2 separate regions of the Mus musculus genome follow, and region 1 is linked to region 2. A link is a contact called in public Hi-C data. All regions are on one chromosome and are shown on one strand. The core of a region is the stretch at or near the end of the contact, and the rest is flanking DNA. Distances in the headings are between cores, read along the strand shown. Region 1 holds the start of Fjx1 (four jointed box 1). Region 2 overlaps Ldlrad3 (low density lipoprotein receptor class A domain containing 3).

Evidence for each region. A called contact is a pair of places that touch in the nucleus more often than the background predicts.
Region 1: a Hi-C map of uterus shows a contact between it and region 2, with 2.9 times the contacts expected there. The contact joins the promoter of Fjx1 here to the enhancer-like site in region 2. A contact is called at or near these places in 5 of 39 promoter capture datasets (3T3-L1-derived adipocytes, the C10 cell line, hippocampal neurons and 1 more), 1 of 15 datasets of contacts at CTCF or cohesin (large pre-B cells), 3 of 484 Hi-C or Micro-C datasets (the HPC-7 cell line, nephron progenitors and uterus), 15 of 115 datasets of contacts at active chromatin or transcription factors (T-cell acute lymphoblastic leukemia, astrocytes, craniofacial prominence and 11 more) and 2 of 9 other capture datasets (adipose tissue and liver).

Annotation. Positions count from the first base shown.
Region 1 is chr2:102,450,276-102,453,088 of GRCm38.p6, forward strand. Fjx1 (four jointed box 1) reads right to left here and starts at 1,517. Exons shown (of 1, transcript NM_010218.2): 1 at 1-1,517. The coding sequence starts at 1,313.
Region 2 is chr2:102,149,755-102,152,608 of GRCm38.p6, forward strand. All of the region lies in intron 1 of Ldlrad3 (low density lipoprotein receptor class A domain containing 3), which reads right to left. Among named protein-coding and RNA genes, the nearest start is that of Ldlrad3, 35 kb to the right of the region's middle. Within about 2 kb of position 1,582, at least 4 of the 459 cell types and tissues checked have an H3K27ac peak or open chromatin away from gene starts, as enhancers often do. A contact at or near this core is called in kidney and uterus, where this site is marked.

The DNA.
Region 1 (2,813 bases), core at 267-2,766, 300 kb after region 2:
AAGTCCCCGGGCCGGCGGCCGTACTTGGCCTTGCAGTGCAAAATGTGTTTGGCGAGGAAGTCAAGGCGGCGCTGTAGCAGCTGAGCGTGGGGTTCTGAGAGCTCCGCCAGCTCTGGGAAACGCGGTTCGTGGCGACTGTAGAGGCGCAGCAACCGGGCCGCCGCGTCCTGACCCCGGTGCAGCTCCAAGACGCGCCTAGCAGTCCGCTCTCGGAATACACACACCGACTGTAGCAGCGGTTCGTTATACTTGTCCCACATGCCGGCTACCCGGTAGCCGTGCACCAAGCCCGCCTCATTGTCCAGAAAGACCAACGCCCCTCCTGGTCCTCGGTGCAGGTTGCTCGTAGCGCGGTGCATAACGCGTGGGTCCCACTGTAAGCTGAAGAGGTTGCTCACAAGCCGGTCAAAGTTGGCCGTCAGGTAATCGAAGAGGATCAGATCGGTCCATTGTACCAAGTCCACCAGCTCCGCCTGGCTGAGGTTGGTCAGCTCGCCCCCGGCGTCGCGCAGGGGCCGCAGACGGCCGTCCTCTGATCGCCAGGGCTCGGGCACCACCACGTCGGTGAGGTTAGGCAGCCAGCGCGTCAGGCTCACCACGCTGCCCTCGGTCCAGTGCGCGGTGCGCAGCTCCTCCTGCACCTGCACCCACTGCGCGCCCCGAGCCTCCACCCGAGCCAGTGCCAGCGGCGGCACGTGGCGCTGGAGGCCCAGCAGGCGCGCAAGGTAGTAGGACAGGGCCTCGCCCTGTATCTGCTCTGGGTTGATGCCGTAGCGTACACAGGCACGGGTGCCGTCGGCAAAGCGGGCTAGGCGGTTGGAACTGCGTCCGCAGCCCCCGCGATCCAGAGCCACCACCCGAGCACCCCGTGCCACCTCCAGCCACGCTGCTGCTTGGGCTTCGGAAAAGCCCCGGGGAACCTGCTCCTCCAGGCCGCGGCTCCAGAAGACGCCCCCGTGCACCGCCCTGCGCTCCTCTGGCCAGGACAGCCCGGAGGGCTCGTGCCGCCCGCGGTCGTCCTGGTGCCTCCTAGGCGGGTTATCCGCGCCGGCCGCCAGGGTGAGCAGCGCCCGGAAAGTTTTCAGGGAGCCGCCGCGGGCGTCCCATACTAGGGGCGGGGGCAGAGGGAATCGCGGCTCGGGCGCGGGGCCGCCACTCTGGATCGGATGCGGAGGGAGTCGATCTTCGGGCGGCCGGGAGGCTGGCAGCTCGGTCCGCGGTGGCAGGAGTCCTCCCCACAGCGTCAGCAGCGAGCTCAAAGCCAGCAGCCAGAGCCCCGCGGCGGCGGCGGCGCCCCGCATCTTCCTCCCCATGCTCCTGCCGGCGCGCCGGTGCCACCGCCGCCGCTTCAAGCCAAGCCCGGGCGCCCGGGTGCGGGCGGCGAGGCGGGCCCGGCTGCTAGCTGGCTCCGGGGCTTCGGGTGCCGGAGCCCCATCGCGGCCGCGGAGCGCTGCGGGGCTCTGGCCAGCGCTCTGCCCCGGCGCTGGGAACTCGCCTCCCCGTGGCTTCCCAGCAGCTTTTGTATTTCGCTGTGAGACCCTCCGGCGGGCGCGATTCACAGGCGCCCGGACCACGTGGGAGCGAGGGGGATCCCCCTCCCCCTCCTCTGCCGCCTCTCCCCGCCCCCCACTCCCCCGCCCCTTCCCTTCCTCTTCCCCTTAAAGCGGCAACCGATCCTTCCAGGAGCGAGAGGTGGCCCCACGTTCTGTCCCGGACTTCGGGGCGGGGAGGAGGCTGAACTGAGGGCGTCCGTGCGGGGGCGTCGGAGCGGGGGCGGGGGCAGAGACCAATTGTAGGGCTTGGGAGTAGCGGCGTGTCCGGTGCTCTTGTTGGGAGTGGGATGATCCCCTTGTACCCTCCTTTGGACTGTGTCTGATCTGAAAACTTCAGACAGCCCCCCACCGCAGTACAGGCAGGGGTCAGGGTGAGTCCTTTTGCTACCTCACTTGGTGTGATTCACGCTGGCTTATGTAAATTCCCCGGAAAGTCTCGAGCCCTAGAGGATGTGACTCCAGCTGGGAGAGGAACCATCTGTAGCCAATGACTTTGAACCCATAACCTCTCTCCAGATGCAAGCTCCCCGGTATGGATCATTGCAGGCTTGAGAGCAATGAGGTTAACTTCTGTGACTTTTCTCAGGGATGCTTGGAATTAAACCTTGCTGTGCAAGTTGGACAGCCAAGTCAGGTCCCCTGGTCGCATGCCACTTGGCTTTCCCATTTTAAAGAAAGTTCAATATGTAGAGATAGGGATATCTAGATAGATATAAACACTTATTGTCAACATTCTCACCTTGTTTTTAAGTTGTCATTTAGTCAGTCACTTTATTCCCAATTATAAATTTCTCCCAAACAAAGGAAAATAAACAATTGTTTTACTAGTTTAGTGTAAAGGAAAAAGGACTAGTGGGAAGTGGGGCAGTGAAGAAAAAAACAAACCAACACATTATAAAAACTGATGCATCTTCCTCCAGACTTTCTTGGATTTAATTTACCAGCAAATCTCTTGGAAACAAACTGAATCTTTCCTTTCCCTTCTTGTATCCCATATTTCAAACTGGAGATTCTTAGTCATAAGATCAGAGCCGTGAGGGGTCCTGAGAGCCAGAGCTGGCACTGCCAGGGAACTGTCCCAGGACAGTACGTATGCTAAGCAGGTTCTCTTCTGACTCCTCCCCGAGTCCTACAGCCAGAGTTTAAAATCGGTTTCTTTCACATTGTGTGTGTGTATGTGTGTGTGTGTGTGTGTGTGTTTCCTTTCCCTATATTCCTCTCCTGGGAACACATGCGAGGTTTCAGCTGGGCTACATCTGC
Region 2 (2,854 bases), core at 332-2,831:
CTCATTTAGTAGGTGCTAAAAAGTGTGAGATGGTCTGGTGTGAGGGGGAAGAGAGCCACTTGATGTGGAGGAACACAAGCTTCAATCTTTTCACCCAGTTCTTAGCCCAGCACTGAGTGTCACTCAGGAGCTCCTCGATAGCAGGGCACTGTGTTAGCCGTGACAGGAGGTAATTCTCACCGACTGACCTGGGGAACCGCTTCCTTTCCACGGTTAGGTGGGACTATGGACCTAGTTTGATCAATGGAGTGAGGGCTAACATGATAGGCATCACTCACAAAGCGAAGGCTAAAGGAGACAGCACAGCACAGCTCTGCTGTGGCATTGCTCCAGACAGTGGCTCCTCAACCAACTGGATCAAAGCAACTATGGGGAACAGAAGCAACGCCCTACCCCACGCCCCACCCCCCTGCTCTACACCACCCATTCAGTCTCCAGGGTCATCAAGTGAAGTCATTAAACTTTAGGAGAAATATGTTACTGCAGCTATGGACTATACAGTCCTGACTAAAACATAATCCAACAGACATCCTTATATGAACCTCTAACCATAAATAATAGAGCAATTCTAAGATAAAACTGTATCATTCTTTGAACCTGAGCATCAAGAATAGTCTCGTAAAAAGAAGTTTACAACACTATATAATGATGTCTTTACATCCATACAAAAAGAAGGAGAGGGAGGGTTGGTTCCAATAACGTCCATAAAGCATCACATAAGGAATTATGTTCCTTCCTAGGCTATTTGCCACCCTCCAAATCTACCCAGAAGGCCCTGTAAGGAGCAGAAACTGTCTTGCCTGCATTTTTCTTCACATACATTTTTCTTCACCTGGACGAGAGTTTCCCACATGAGCACCGTATTCTCCATAGACTCAGAGATATGCACCTCCCTACCATCAAACACCATCTCCATCGGACACCATCCTTCTACACAGGAGATCTGGGATGCGATTCGCTGCCACTTCCCTTAGCCATGCAATAGTCTAGAATCTGTTCTCTTCTCACACCACAAAGTGAACTCCACAAAAATATCTTCCATCAAAGTCAATCATTGTAAGACCCAGAGGCAGAGTTTTAGCTATTACCATGCCAATCTCCAGAAAGTCCAAGGACTAAGCAGGGATACCGCAGGAATCTGCAGAAATATATTCTCCTAGAGTCTACTACATGTGAAAAGCTCAGAAGCAAAACCAAACAGCATCAGAGCAGGGTGGTGCAGCAAGAACCAAGTGAAGAGCATGGCCTCAAGGTGTCCTATGTAGTGATGCTTTGAGGGGCGACAGAGTGGGGAACTGGAGACACACACCCCAATTCCATCCAAAGCACTCCATGCTATTGCACACACTTAGCGCTATGTGAAGGTTCCCTTGGAGAGAAGGCCCCTTGCCTGAATAGGACTCAGCTCTCCTGTTTACTATGCAAGTTGGACACGTTTCTTCAACTCTCAGAGACCAGAGACCCCGATCCCCTATCTATAAAGCAGGGTGATAATACCACTTGCAGACCTAGCCTGAGGATTAACCAAAATCACTGTGTAAAAATGCTTGCTGCACTCTAGACCAGCAAACAAATGTTCTTTCTCTTCCCAGTAAGCAAAAACAGGGCCACTGGCAGAGTAAGCCTGCTGCACGTGGGGCTAGAGATGTTTATCTTGTAATTAGTGTGAGGTCGCTTTATAAAATTCTTGGTGGGAGCCCAAAATCTCTAGATAAACTAGCATGGCATGCTGTTTTCCTTAAAAACAGAGCGATCCAATTTAACAAGTATTTAATGAGCATCAGGAAGACAACAGATCTCTCATCAAATGGGGGGGGGGGGCTTTCTCAGATGAGAATTACCAGTCCTCTTATTCCCTTAGCCAACAATACAAATAGAAAGATGACCCAAAAAAGGTCAGTCAAAGACTGTCTTATAAAGTCCAGCCACCAACATCCGGAGACATCCACAGTCACCATGCACAGGAACTCTCTCTCCACTGACTTTCTCACCCCATATAATCATCCCACTGGTGGCTTCTAGAACAACAGGTAGCTAGTGATCTGTGGCAATCCCGCCTCATTCCAGCGGCCCTTCCTCTTAACCCTTCAGAGTTCTCTCTGTGTCGCCCAGGTTTGGGGACACAACCGCCTCCTACTTTCCAGGTCTGCCATAACAAATCACTACAAGCTGAGTGACTGAAACAACAGATGTTTGCCCTCTCACTGTTCCAAAGGACAGAAATAGAAAGTGGGGGTCTGGGCAGATGAATTCTTGCTGGAAGATTTAAGGGGGTATAGTTTTTTCCTTTCTCTCTGGAGGTGGCCAGGAATCCTGGTATAAATGGATCAGTCCAATTTCTGCCCCGGCTCTGACGATTACACCTTCTGTGTGTGCCTGATCTTATTAAAGGATGCTTGCTGTGGCTTTGTGGATCACCTGGATAATCCAGGGGGATCTTATGTCAACATGTTTAAATTATTTCCCCAAATAAGTCTGATTCATGGGCTTTGGTAGATAAGTCTTTTGAGCAGGCTGCCATTTAATCTGATAAGCAACATTCCGTCCAGCCTCAGGCTGGAGCTGGCCCATGCAGATTTTTCTAGATGGATAGAAGAAAGCAGTAACCAAAGCTGCTCAACAGAAATATGAAGCAAGCAAAAATATTTAATGAAAGGCTTCTAGTAGCCATGTTACAAGAAAGTACAAAGAAATGGGTACACTCATTTGTAGAAGTCTGTTCTGCAGTATGCCAATATAAGTAGAAATGGTCCTTATCTTTGAAGCACCTACAAAGGATGTGAGAGAGCAAGGCTCAAAAGTACAGACATGAACAAGCAGGGTCCCAGGAATAATTCAAAAGGAGTACCCAGGA